2 separate regions of the Anser cygnoides genome follow, and region 2 is linked to region 1. A link is a contact called in public Hi-C data. All regions are on one chromosome and are shown on one strand. The core of a region is the stretch at or near the end of the contact, and the rest is flanking DNA. Distances in the headings are between cores, read along the strand shown.

Region 1 (7,255 bases), core at 1,948-4,447:
TTCCACCACCACCCCCGATGACCAAGTACAAAACAATTTTAATAAAACAAGAATAATTGGGAAATCTCCTTTAGGGTCTGTCCAAAGCCTTTAAGGAGAAAATTTTTGGGTTGCAATGGTTTAACTCCTCCCCTCACCCCCCTCCACCCCCCCTTCAAGAGCTCTGCACATAGAAAACATCCTTTTGAAAAAAAAGAAAAATTGTCTGCAAGCTGTTGGAAAATGTTTTGTCAACATCCCTATCCTTCCCTTGACCAAAACCCCAAACCACACCAAGCAGCGAATAGGTTGGGTCTTACAGAATCAGATATTTCAGGCAAGTTTACTCCTCATTCACAAATCCAAGCCAGTTCTTCAGGCAAAACAAGTAGTACAACCATGACTTCAGGTCATTTGTGACCTTGGCCTTATTTGAAACAAATGAGCGCCAAACGCTTACAGATTCTAAGTCTTATCCCCAAACATCCAAAACCTCATTTTGTTTGCTTGGTATTAGAAAAGTTTGTTGTTTTTTTCCTTTCCAAACAAATCCTTCCTGCCTTGGACAAACTGACATTGTGCACGCCCTTGAGCATTAAGAAGCAAGGCAGAGTGTTCCTTTCTCATTACATGGCTTGGCTTATCAGCCCAGCAAAGGTTTGGGTTTCAGGCGTGGCTCCGTGCCAGGTGTGACAGACCACTTGCCATTCACACAGCACCGAGGCAGGGAGCACAAAGCAGGGCTTACAGACTTTGTTATCACAAGCTCCAGGAAGCCACGCTCCCACCTGCTGATCCTAACAGACAAGCAAACAGCCTCTAACCCCAGAAGATGGATCAGGAGGAATTCAATTATATTTAACAGGTTGATTGAGAGATATCTTGTGATTTGCCCACTGGAAATAGGAACAGATCCTCAGCTGCTGTACTTTGATTTCGCTGCTCTATGGCCAAAATCCACAGAGGAGAGGGACCGATAGAACTGGGACAAGATGTTTGCTCTAACGTATTATCAAGAACATTAATGCAGAGAATTTATCTTCTAAATAGATTGGACATTATTTAAAAGTGAAGAACCAGCAAGAAGTTCATTCCTGGACAGGGTGATGAGCTGATGTGCTAGATAATGCCACAGAAGAGAAACTCCATCCCAGGTTACCTATAAAAGCATGACCACCTTGAACCAGTGAGATGGCCTGTTAGTGTACACTACTAATAAAAAAACAGCAACGCATCTACCACCTATGGGTTTGGGAACTGCATGTTGCATATACATAAGCATGCAAAATACCCTACCTGTGAACTGTTTTCATTCGTTTCCTAGCAAAAATTGGCTCCTTATACTGTCTGGATGTTCAACAAAACCCATGAGATGTTTTACCATGTTTCCTTGTGCCACTTCAGACCTCATGAGCTTACTGCTAGGATCCTTCAGAATATGCATCTCCAGCAGGATTTGCAGTGAACAATCCCATAAAACTAGTGCCCCATTGGCATGATCAAGTAGCCAAATCAAATTTTGTCTGTAGTGGATTGAAACACGGTGCCATTGGCCAAGGGGTCACCTCTTTCCCCCAGAATGTCAACTCTCAGACAGCAGCAAGGGAGGGAAGGAAGAAGAGAAGTTCCTACAGGTGTGGAGCATGAGTACAGGCTTTGAAAGGGCAGTTAAAAATGTTCCCCAAAGCATTCAGCAGGTACAAGAGCTCAAGTCACTTTTTCATACATTAGGTGCTGAAGTGGCTGTCCTGATCACAGAAGCACAGCACCTTGAAGTCCTAGAGGTGTTTATCACCAAACTAATCCCACAAGTTAGAACAGCATTGCTATTTCCATTGTACTGCGAGGGAACTGAGTCACTGCACTGACGTAACTTGCCTGAGGCAGAAGATGAAGTCTGGGACAGAACAGAGAACTGAGCGAGAGTCCCTCAAATTCCTGGTATGCACTCCAAGCCCAGACCATCCCCATAGCCCATTATATTTGTGAAAACATCTGAGAGGGCTTTCAGTAGAGAGTAAGGTTTTTACTTGCTTGAGCACACACAAGTGCCAGCCATGCCTATCTGGGTGAGTCTGCTGCAGCAGGACAGCATGCCATTGCATCACAACCCAAAAACATGCTGCAAAGCCCACAGGAAGAGAACCTGGTGCCAGGCACGGGACTGCCTGGCAAGCTACAGGGAGCTGAGGAACCTCCAGCACAAGCAGCATCATGCAGCACCTGATCCAAAGCCCAGCAGCAGCCACTGTCTCTAGAATGCTTTCAACACACGTGTTTTAATGATCACTCAACATGAGAGGTATTTGCAAGAGATCTGGTTTTCCATGTAATGAGGTCCAGCAGGTGAGGAATAGCAGTTAGATTTTGCACTGCTCTGCACACTCTGAACCAAGCAAACCAGGACCTTAAAGGCATAAATCCTAGCCCTCTGTTCTCCCTTCCAAGATGGAGCTTAACTGTTAAAAATCCAGCTGCAACATAATGCTCAATTGAAGGTGCTGAATGCATTGGACAGCTGAACTTCGTAGAAATGCTCACCAGGACTTGGAGAAGCTCTCCATCTGTTCAAAGATGAGTCAAGAGATGACAGTGCTCCATCTCCAGCTAACTCCAGCGATATCTTGAAGTTGTTTTACCTGGGTAACAGTGAACATTGGGTGGAAACCCTGTTGAAACTGATGGAAGTCATTTAGCACACTTGAACTCAGTTCTCTAGCAAGAGAGCATTAACCATGAGGCACCAGGGTGGGCTATGGTAGCTGTATTTTACAAAGATAAAAAACACTGAAGTTTGTGCAGCTGGAAAATGAATGTAGTCATTGCACAAAAACCAGCCACCACTGGCAGCAGCAGAGAGATAAAAGTTGCTAGAATTTGATTGCGCTCATTATTAAAACTTATCTTTAACCATCTCTGTCTATTGATTTCTAGCCAACTATTAACTAGCAATGACCTTAGCAGCTTGAAAATAACTGGGGAAGTCAAGTAAACAAAGGGGAACCCAGCTGCATACAAAGAACCAAGATATTTACAGAGACCCTCTTTGCTTCTGCTCATTGCAATAAACTTGAGCTGGGTATTTTTCCATTTAAACATCTGAGTCAATGATCCAAGAAGCTGAGGGTGTGGACAAGGAACTGAGTATAAAGAGGAGCAAAAGGAAGGAATAGGAGCTAATTGCAATTGTTTCTAGAGTCTTGAATTAAAATAATCTGAGGTAAAGTCAGAAGACAAAGGTTTATATTTTGGGAGTTAAGTTCCACCGCCTGTAAGCCTTCTCATATATTAAGCAGAAGCACTAGTTATACACAGGTCAGTTTTACTTTCCTGATATACCATTATACTGTACCTACTGCCAAAGAAAGACACCATCTTTTAAAAGTCTGATGAAAGTGAGCATCAGGAGTCCTAGAATGAGAAACCAAGTATTTAATCTCTCACGTTTTATCATCAATACCCAAGCCATTCCAGGCATCAGCATTCCTCTTTCCACAATTCAAGAATTTACATCCTGTGTGACTTCACTTCACCAGCACATCTACCCTGGTGTCCCCCACACTTCCCTTCACACAGTGCTCCAAGATCCCCTCTGCAGGCCCTATGACCTGCCCCTTTCCCAGCCCATGCTTCCAGGACTGATGACATCCTCCAAACTCTCCCCCCTTTCCAACAAGATCAGCTCCTTCCCATGTCCTGTAACTACCAGCAGAGCAAGAAGCAGCTTTTGCTATGGCATGTTTCAGGCTGGGTGCCAGCTGGACGCTCATCCAACTGGCCAAGCAGTATCTAACTTCTGATAACTCCCACAATCTCGTACACAGGGCACACTATTGCCTGATCATTGATTTTTGCAAGAAGCTTTTAGAAACAGGGTTGTTTGAGACTTCAGCTTCCTTGTTTACAATGTTTGAAGAAGGTCAACAAGTTCTTTTTTTTGAAGGAATACAATAGAAACTACCAGTATTACTGTTCGGGAAATAATTAACATTCTTACACACCACTTTCTGCACTACCTCATTTTTGGCCTTACGATCAGAGCAATAGTTCCTAAGAAAAATCTCAAAATCCTGGAAAAACCTTGTTAGCACGTAAGCCTGTTGGATCTAATGGCCACTCTCTGCAAGAGGGAAGTCCAAAATTGGGCCAATTTGTGGTGACTGTACAGATCAGAGTGGGAAATTCTGGAGAAGCGTTGGAGCATTGGGTTTCAGAGGTCAAGTGTGGGTCTGTTTCTCCTTGGAGAACAGAGGTGGGGGCATTCACATATCCAAGTTCACACAGGGCATTGTCATCTGTAATGAAGCAAGAACCACCAAGGTCTATTTAGTCATAGTCCCACACTACAGAAGATGATCTTGCAAAATCCTGGTGCTTCCAGTTTGTGGGGAAATCCTTCAGAAGAGCTTTGTGTGCTCTCATCCTCACCCTAGAGGATCTAGAACTGCCAGTGCAGCATGAATGAGCAAAATCATTTGAGACCAGAAGAGGAAGCTATCCAAGTTCTTCTGATTTCCAGACATCTGGACTTCAGTAAAATATTTTTGGCAATTCAGCCATCCACACAGATGACTTTTTGGACTGACACTCTGATGACCCTTCAGCCATCCAACCTTCACACTGAACTTCGTAACTGTTGACCCAATTTGGTCATATCTAAAGGACCAGTAGAAATTTTGGCAGCAAGAAGTATCCAGCGTTTGGAAGAACCCTGGAAGTAGACATAAAGACCCAGATGAGGTCCCTGTTGTGGAAAGGCCTATGCTACACAACCCTTTGGAAACAGGGTGTATGTCCTGCCTGTCCAACAAGCACTTGCACGGTTCTGTCCCTCTACAGCATTACGTTATCTTCTGTGCTGTAGAGTCACAGGAAGAGCCATGTGAAAAGAGCTGGGGTTGTTATGGCAGAAACAGAAGTAGGATGAAAAGGCCAAAGGACAAAAATCCACAGGAGACTGCAGTAACTCTGGTGTTCAGGAAACAACAAGGCTCTTTCCCATCCCTTCATCTTCTTCCTGTGAAGGGTGAAATTACCCACCCTAAAGACAGGAAGACACATACACCTCCCTCACCAGAAGAGGCACAGTGTTATAATAGCAGGGCTATTTTTTCCCCAGGAAAAAGGATGAAATCAGCTATTTACACTGGACAAATTACAAGCTCTGGAAAGCACATGAGGCACACAAAGAGAGCAGTTGTATCACAAATAAATATATGGTGGGGGTTAAACTTATTGATTAGCTTTGTAAACGCAGTTGCCCAATCAATAGCAATTTCTGGAAATGCCTGGTACTTATTTGGTGCAGCTTGTACAATGAGGATAAATAATAAGAGTACTTAGGGAGCACGTCTCCTGACACCATTGCCAAGCCCCTTACAACACAAAAACAAACTACGGTACAACAACTGCACAAGCCAGGATTAATCCACTACACCTTTAAAAAAAGAAAAAACAACAAGCACAAATCCAAACATAACCACACTATCAAAATAAGCACTTGGATCCCAAAGGTATCTACTTGGGTTCCTGCTGGTTTTGCTGTATATGACTAGCACTGGATCCAGAACAGTACAAAACTCATTCATTTGCTCTGCCCTTCTGCATGAGCCATGGATCCTTGCAGGACCCCTGTTCTATGGAAGTACACAACACCTTCTTCTCCTCCCTCAACAACCAGATTGCTGTAGGTATCCCTCTGGACACAGCCTCAAATTTTGGGAGAGAAAGAAATGCAAAAGCAGCTTGCCAGCCCCAGTGCCATGCCATCACTAGCCCCTGCCCCTCGCAGCCTGGGTTTGAGCACATTGCTCTCTCACACCACCTTGTTCTTTATCTGGACCCAGCCATGTGAGAGCAGGGTCCCATATTTAGGTAGCATGACCCCAAATAAACCATTGCACACACTGCTGGCACAATGAAGATGCAGCACAGACACCAAGCATCCTCACGAGTGGGGCTGCAGAGCTCCCCATCAGCCCTGACCCAGGCTTCTGGATATACCTCAGCTCTGCAGTAAAAGTAGCACCTGATGGGAAGGAGGGAAAATCCACTCCAGCTCCCCAGAGGCTCCTCTGCTTCCCTTCTTCACAGATAGGAAGTTTGCTCACATTGTACCATGAGATCATAGCACAGGAAAGACTGAGGAACCAGACACTCATTTAAGCTGCAGCTTTTTTAGTGCAGCTGCCAAGGATAATGATGTTTGCGTGAAACGGGTTTACAGATATTGCTCACAGCCCTCCAGTGAGGTGGCCTGCTCAAGAGCCACTGGCCAGCTCATCACAACAAAGACTTTCACCCACCCTACTTACTTTACCTGGCTGCGTCACTGCAAACAAGACAGGGCAGGCAGCTCTCCAGTCTATCCCAGAGCACCCAACACAGCTCCTGATGGCGGGGGGAGCAAAAAAGGAAAGGTCCTTACAACCTACTTTCTCATATACTTTTTGGCTGATAGTGTATTTACATGCAAATCGCTGCCAGCTGCATGCTGAGGGGTCATGATAGCCGCTCTTTTCACTGGGAATAACCTACAGGTGTTTCTCATTCTCGCCAGGGCTCTGCTGACTTCTCCCTTTAGCTCAGCCTTTCTCATGAGGTCTCAGGACCCAGTGGTCTGGGACAAATGCTAAAACCTTGTCTTTCCTGCAGGAAAAATATCATTTACTCCATCCCTCAGTGAGAGATTGTATGGGACTGCGTTGGTTTGTAAATCGTGGCAGGATGAGAGCAGTTAATGTGGAGTAGGAATGATTCATTTTTCTGCTCCTAAAATGCTGGTATTACTCACCAGAAAACTCCCCACATATTCTGAGGGATTTCAGTGCTTTGTGCCTTTTATTAACAGCTCATCTTGTTTGCTTCCTCGTCACAGCATCCTTCTCATAAGGACTTCCTGCATCCTTTGTCACCACCTCACAACATCATCGCGGTGGCCAAATGGCCTGTGGAGGCTGGAAAAAACATTAAGCAGTTAGGGATCATGATCACTCCGGCACTTCCAGAAGGCCACGTTAGCCTCCGTGACTGCAGCCAGCATCCACCAGCACCGTTAGGCGCTGAGACTGTGGGTTGCATGGATCTTCCTTGTGACTCAAAGCAATTTTTATTTACAATCTAGAGCTGAACACACGTTACCAAAGGGTGCATAAATGAAAGCCTTCAGGCTTATTGCACAAATGGGATTTGTGCCCTTCCTTGAATTCCGGCAGCTCCATGGAGGGAGTGCACGCATGCTGCTTTTGGGTAGGATCGTGAGATAGCCGGTATGGGG
Region 2 (7,255 bases), core at 1,670-4,169, 190 kb after region 1:
GGGAGCTGAGCTCCCATCTCCTGGAAGCTGGGCTCCTCTCCAGCAGCAGGGGTGGAGGAGAGCAGGAGAGATGTCGCGGTGCTGACTTGGAGCCAGGGCTTTTGCCCCTGTCATCATGCCGAGGAGCAGCGAGCACGCTGCAAGGGCACGATGCGGGACCTGAGCGAGGCTGTGGCACGGGCTGTGCTGCACTGACCCAGCGGGGATGCAAGCTTTTTGCCAAACACTGGTGTTTGGAGTATGATCATTTACACCAGCTGTGGATTCATCACTGCTCCTGCAGGGCCGGATTTATTCCTCACAACTGTTTTATTGCTGTCTTACTCCACGGAGTGCATGGTGTTATTTCCAGGAGGTGAATCTGGCCCCAGCATTAACAAACTGCCTTGGGTAATGCTGCTGAGCTCTCTCCTAGACAAGCATCGTGGGCACGCAGAAGTAGCTCCAGGGACCATCTCTTTGAGGATGGAGGCAGATAAAGCAGGTCCAAGCCCATCTGCTGCTTTGTCACAGTTTAACTCAGCTGTCCCACTAGCACTTGGGGAAAAAGCACTTCTTGTTAGAGACTCTGCGTGCCCACTCCTGTTACTCCATGGCCAGGCCTCATAAAACATGTACACGAGTCCCTGGTGTGGCAGGGCTAAGACTGACATCCCTGGCATCGCCAATAGCCATGACGGGCCCTCCTCTTGGACAGGTGGGAGCAATCCCAGAGGAGTCATTGCAGGTGGAGCAGGTTCCCCACCTCCCCTTGCCATTCCCTCCCCACCCTGCAGCACAGGAATTGCATTGCTTTAGGGGCTGGCGATGACCTGGAGTGCCAAGCCAGGATGCTGGGTGGCACGGGCACACGGGGACAGACATCTCACAGCACGCAGAGCCTGGCTGGAGGTCAGCCAGCCCCGGAGCAGGGCCAGCTCCATGGCGGAACAGCAGCCGCCCATGCAAGGCTGGCATCCCGAGCACGCCGGTGGGAATTTGGTGGGAATTTGCTTTCTGGAGGCAGGGAGGTGAGCGGGCAGTGCTCGTGGGAGGGGTGTTTGCAGCATATGAGCAAGCAGCACAGAGTGCTGCTGCTGGGGTCTGCATTGATTTTCATCCTCCCCTGCCCTCCAGTGCTCCGCGGTCGGCGTGGATGCTTTCAACCCTGCTGTGCCCAGCAGCACGGGCTGGATGCACATTGAACTTGCATTGCCACTGCCAGCCTCGCAGTGCAAACACAGACTTTGGCCCTCAGTGATCTGGCTTGAAAGAGGCATCAGCAGGCAAAGGAAGTGTCACACGAGGCTTAGAGCTGCTCCTGAAGTGCAGGAGTTGTTCCAAAAAGCTATAGGAGGTTGTCATGGTGGAAAAATGAGTGCATGAAGGACCCACCCTGCAGAACAGGCAGGGAAAAAAATAGATCACAATGTATTCAGACAAGAGCACACTTGCCTGCAAAAATAAAGCCCTGCGTTTGACACGTTGCTGAGCTATTAATTAGTTTGATCAGCTTGCCTGGGTGTGTTAACATGAGCGAGAGCTGGTGTTTGTACAGTGATGAGCTGTTAAAACTTCCCAAACAGAGGCAGAAAAAATGGCAGAGTGAGATCTCCCCTTTGCCCAGAGCCTTCCTGCTATTCTTCCAGTGCTTTTCCACTCATATTTTTCTATTTTACCCGGCTGAGTCTCCTAGGTGCCATTTCTTCCCCGGCACAGAACCAGGGACCCATGGGAGCGAGAGAAGCGGTTTCAGAGCTGAAAGCCAAGGAGCTGTCAGCCCCCAGAGCACAAAGGCAAGGAATGGAAAAACCACCCCATTTTCCTCCCCCCAGACCTCTTCCCTCCCAGCTTCTGGGGGGCTGCACGTAGCCGAAGGGGCAGGCGAGTTACCATTGCCACTTTAATGGCAGAGGCTGGGGAGGGCTGGGAGCTGCTGCTGGGGGAGCGGTGCCAGCACATCCCCGTCTCCCTGCCCCTTGTTTTTGTGCCTTTTAACGCGCCGCAGCTGTACCCGTGCCTGCCAGGGGGTGTCTGCAGGGTGTACGTTAACCAGCTCAAGCTGAAGTTGGTCACCAGCTATGAAAGTTTTGCTCTTGATGTCTCCGAGCTTGGCGTTTCTGGACGAGGGGGCCACTTGCACCCTAAGGCAGCCCTAAGGAACGATTCGGGTTGTGCAGGCAGGAGGGCTTGGGGTTTGCTTGTTCCTGGGGCAGGGAAGGGGAACCAATGTCCCATGGCTCGGTGGGCAGCGTGCAGGTCCTCACCTCGCCAGGAGGGAGTCAGGCTTCGGACCTGCAGCTTTGGCATCTGCAGCTCTCCCTCCCGAGCAGAGTCCACATCCGAAGCTGCTCTTTTGCCCTGGGACAAAATGCAGAGTCCAGCCAGCCCCGAGCCCTGCAGGAGGTTCCCAGCCGGCTCTCGCCTTTATCCCGACTGCCACCAGCGGAAAGTTTCGCAGGAACCAGACCGCAGCCCCAAGCCCAGAGCAGCTCGGGGTGGAGAAGCTGAAATCGGGTCCTGAGCGCGGGTCCCAGCTGCAGCACATCCCCGCAGCTCTTCACTTCTGTGCAGGTTTTTTTTTCACACGTTCTTGCCTTCTGTTTTTGCTGGAGGCTCCCGTCCCTATTGAGAGGCAAATTTTAGCCATCTGGCAAAGCAGACTGTAGGATAAAAAAATGAGAGAGGGAGAAAGAAAAAAAAAAAAAGCACACAATGTGCATGGGCACACACACACACAAAACTCTGGAGCTTAGGGAAGACAAAAACTTCTCAGCGGTTGCTGGAGAGGAGAGGAGAGGAGAGGAGAGGAGAGGAGAGGAGAGGAGAGGAGAGGAGAGGAGAGGAGAGGAGAGGAGAGGAGAGGAGAGGAGAGGAGAGGAGAGGAGAGGAGAGGAGAGGAGAGGAGAGGAGAGGAGAGGAGAGGAGAGGAGAGGAGAGGAGAGGAGAGGAGAGGAGAGGAGAGGAGAGGAGAGGAGAGGAGAGGAGAGGAGAGGAAGAAGGAGAGAGCCTTCAGCGCAGGCAGGTCCGTGTGTGCGTGCGGGGATGTGGGGAACCGTTGCAGGCAGGGGAAGGCGTGACCTGCATGGAAAATGCCAGACAACTCCAGACACACACGCAGAGGCGCGCACACGCTCACAAATCTCCGGCCAGAGATAAGGCGGACAGCGGAGCGTGGGGAAGGAGGCGAAGCCGGCCCCCGCCGCCCAGCCAGCCGCCCTCCCCTGCCTCCCCAGCCCCTCGGGGAGCTCTCCCGGCAGAGACATGAGGTGAGTGCCTCCGGGACGAGGGGCGATGCGGCGGGGGAGAGCCGCACACGGGCTCCGGGGGGCACTGGGGGGTGGTTGGGGGGCGGCGCCGGTTTCACTCCGGAGCGGGACCGGGACTCGCGGAGAGGAGCTGGATGCGGGGCGAGCCGGCGGCGCTGAAGGCCAGGCGAAGCGGAGGGGGTGATGCCCGTTTCCGCCAGCCCCCGAGCAGAAGAGAAACAGATTTTTTTCCCTTCGCACATTTTTGTGGTTTCAGACGAGCCGTCAGAAAAAGGCATGTTCAACCTCAGTCCGCTCGGATGAAAAGTCGGCCCAAGTTTGTCGGTGCCCCGCGACTTTGCTTTGTACCCGGGGGCCGGGGCGAGCGGCAGCACGAGACAGACGAGCCCCAGAAAACTACTGCCCTGGTTTTGAAAGAACGCAGACAGGTTAAAAATAATCCGCTTATATAGATTCAATTTCCTCATCAGCATACCTTAATCAAGCCCTGCTTCTGAAACCGTGTGTGCGTGCACGTGTGGGTAGTTCCAGCGACTGTAATATACACCTACAAGCCTCTGCCAGGCCCTAGTACCTATTTTAGAAAGCGGAAATTTTCTCTAATGGCTCTAATTTCCTGCATGTTTCTGTTCCTCTGTGTGCTGTAAAAAGACGGAGGTCTCTCCTCCGGCCGGGTCCCATGCAATGCCATGGGCGTTCGAGTTTGCACCCCCAGCCCGGGCAGGGGCTTGCTCCCCCCTTGCACTGAGAACTGCTCCGCTGGCGCTCGCCTTCCTGCTCGAATGGAGCTCCAGGCTGGTGTGCAGTCAGCTGGCGGCTGCAGGGTGACCTGCAATCGCTGTCCTCTGTGCCCTCCTCGGGCACAAACAAGTTGGCAACTGGGACAAACTCTCTTGGATCAGATTTTTTTTAAATCTGAGTTTGATGACAAAAGGTCTCTGTGGATCTTAACTTCTGTGTCCTTCTTCATTTGGGGTGAGTGGTACCCTAAGAACTGAAGAGAACTGAAGAGGGAAAAGAGAAGAGAGAAGAGAAAAAGCAAAATGAAGAGAAGCGAAGGGAAAAGTAAAAGAGAAGCGAAGAGAAGAGCAAGTAAGAAATGAAGAGAAGAGAAAAGAAAAAAGAAAAGAAAGAGAGGAGAAGAGAAGAGAGGAGAGGAGAAGAGAGGAGAGGAGAAGAGAAGAGAGGAGAGGAGAAGAGAAGAGAAGAGAAGAGAAGAAAAAAGAAGAAAAGAAAAGAAAAGAAAAGAAAAGAAAAGAAAAGAAAAGAAAAGAAAAGAAAAGAAAAGAAAAGAAAAGAAAAGAAAAGAAAAGAAAAGAAAAGAAAAGAAAAGAAAAGAAAAGAAAAGAAAAGAAAAGAAAAGAAAAGAAAAGAAAAGAAAAGAAAAGAAAAGAAAAGAAAAGAAAAGAAAAGAAAAGAAAAGAAAAGAAAAGAAAAGAAAAGAAAAGAAAAGAAAAGAAAAGAAAAGAAAAGAAAAGGAGTGTGCTAGCGGGGAGCAATGTGCAGGTCCTGCTGCTGGGGCCCTGGTCCGTCCTCGCCCCGCTGCAAAGCAGCGTGCTGTTTGCTGAGAGTCAGTGATCCCCGTTTGGCAGGGTGACGCTAAGCGGGAGTAACAACACTAGTTATTGCCATGATGCTTTCATTAAACCGATTCAGAACGCATCATTATTTTATTAAGCATCGTGATGTTTACTCTTGTATTAAGCGAAGATTTGCCCATCAGCTGTTAGTCCAAAGACGTGTAGCTGGTGGCTGCAGCTGCCAGGAGTGAGAAGCATGGAGCTCCTGATGGTGCCTGGAGCTGCAGAGGTGCCTTCGGATCCCACGGGACACCTCCGTCACCCACCTTTCTAAGGGGTTTTCCCTCCTCAGAGCCACGTGCAGTTCCCACCCTCACCTCCATGTCCCTGCAGAGAGTTCGCTGCTGGTGGCATGGTGCCACAGCTCCTCTCCCAACCTGGCACACTGGTCTGTCTCAACTGTGCAACCTTACACAAACTTGTAAGGGTTTGGGGGAAAAAAAAATGCATTTTTTGGAAAACCAGACTGAGCCCTGACAGGCTTTGGGATGGCCAGAGTTTCATTCGGTTTCCCCGTGTGCTTTCCAGGTACCCCCTGGCCTGGTCCTTCTGTGCCTGGCTGCTCGGCGTGGCGGATGCCGTTGAGCTGACGGAGATGTTTGGGGAGATCCGCTCCCCAAACTTCCCCGATTCCTATCCCAGCGACTCGGAAGTGACGTGGAACATCTCCGTGCCCGAGGGATTTAAAATCAAGCTGTACTTCATGCATTTCGACTTGGAGTCGTCCTACCTCTGTGAATACGACTACGTGAAGGTGAGCGGTGGTATCAGGGGACGCATGAACGGGCAGGTGGGACATGCGTTTGGCCAGCAGGGAGAGGGCAGTGCTGGAAAAGCTGGGAATGAGGTATTTTTCCCCATTTATTGGGCACAGGAATTGTCAGTCCAGTGGACAACAGGAAGAGCACAATAAGCTGACAACATCCATCGGACTAACCAGTGGGTGGGACACCCAAATCAGAGCCCAGTCAAAAAGGACCAGATTTCTGAAACTACAACACTTAATTTTCATTGAATCCTGTGGGATTCACACACCTGCGTGCTGATGAAATCCCTGTGCCAAAATGCCCAGGCTGTGCTCCTCTGATGCCAGGCACGTGCAAGGAGGCCCCTGAGCTCAGCACCCTTGGCCAGGTCATGGCTGTGGGGACACCCAGCAGAACCAAAAATAAGGGTTAGACCTGAGCTTAAGTCTGCAAGCTGGGGTCTGCATGCAGAGCAGCCTTCCTACAAGCAACTGGGACAGACCCACAGGCTCCTTTGTGTTCACTACGAACCCATATCACAGCCCAGGTCCAACTTCTGGGGCCACTGCTGGCAAATACCCTCAGCGCAAACAAGCTCTGGATGTTCCCAGAGAGCTGTCATGAGCAAAACCACAAAAGATTTCATTCTGCCTCGTTGCTGGGCAGTAACCCGTCAGAAATGATGGTGGGCCGCATGCTGTTGTGCCGCAGAGCATCCTTGCCTCCTTGCAACTCCAAACAGGGTTCCCCACCTCCAGGACAACCGGGCTCTCCGTCTCTTTGAATTTGGTCAGTTTTGGTGCTTTCTGGCAGGCCAGGTGCAGCAAGCAGGTGCTTCCTACATTTCAGGGCTGAACATTCATCACCCATCGCCCAGCACAAGCCTCACCCTGCCCCTCTGCATGGAGGCAGGTGGAGATTGCGCCCAGGTCTGGAAGCACTCAGCCCCAGTACTAGGTGCCAGCTACTTGCAATTATTGTTTTATTCTCGCCCTAAGAAGACAAAGCAAACATTTGCATTTTTTTTCCTCTTGGATCTGTTTGCTGCTTTAATTTCCCCTTTGTGCTGGCACTCATTTTGCTACTAACAGCTCTCATTGAGGTTTGATTAGTTCTTTCTGCTTCTCCTGGATCTTCTCCAAGCACAAGGGCCAGGGACATATATAGAGATATATTGCTCTAAGAACTCAATAAGCTCAAGGAGCAGATTTCTTGGAAACTTTCCCCATTCCAAGCTTTACCCCTCCTCCTGCCCTTCACCCCCTGCTCATTTTTCCTTTTTCATAAGGGCTCCCTGTTATTTGGCCACGGTGCCAAGTTGGCATCACAGCTTTCCCTGCTGCTGGATTTCCATAAGAAGGCGGCATTTTTCACAGGGATTTAGATCTCAGCTGTATAAATTTGCTCTGGGCTGTAGCTCAGCTCACAGAGCCTCTACCACAGAATTGCATTTGAAAAGTGCCGAAAATGCTCAGAAACGCCCGTCTGGGTGGATTACAGGTGATCCGTAAGCTGCTCAGCTGGGTAGACGTGCAATTTTGTTGCTACTAAGGCATCAGCTTGGAACACGTAAGGAGAGCAGCAGATGAATAGAAGACCATTTTCCTCCTTGGGAAAACCCAGCACGTATAGATGTGTCTGTAATACTCTGCCAGCCCCGCTAAAGAGGCTCATCGTGGCT

What was found. Hi-C and Micro-C count contacts between places; a contact is called where the count stands out from the background.
Region 2: a contact with region 1 is called in a Hi-C map of liver, with 2.4 times the contacts expected there. The contact joins the promoter of MASP1 here to the enhancer-like site in region 1. A contact is called at or near these places in 2 of 7 Hi-C or Micro-C datasets (both in liver).

What each region holds. Positions count from the first base shown.
Region 1 is chr9:16,238,039-16,245,293 of Taihu_goose_T2T_genome, forward strand. No RefSeq gene overlaps it. Among named protein-coding and RNA genes, the nearest start is that of LPP, 49 kb to the left of the region's middle. Within about 2 kb of position 3,198, at least 1 of the 3 cell types and tissues checked has open chromatin away from gene starts, as enhancers often do. A contact at or near this core is called in liver, where this site is marked.
Region 2 is chr9:16,432,719-16,439,973 of Taihu_goose_T2T_genome, forward strand. It overlaps MASP1 (MBL associated serine protease 1), which reads left to right and starts at 2,920. Exons shown (of 16, transcript XM_048076878.2): 1 at 2,920-3,248; 2 at 5,357-5,582. The coding sequence starts at 3,244.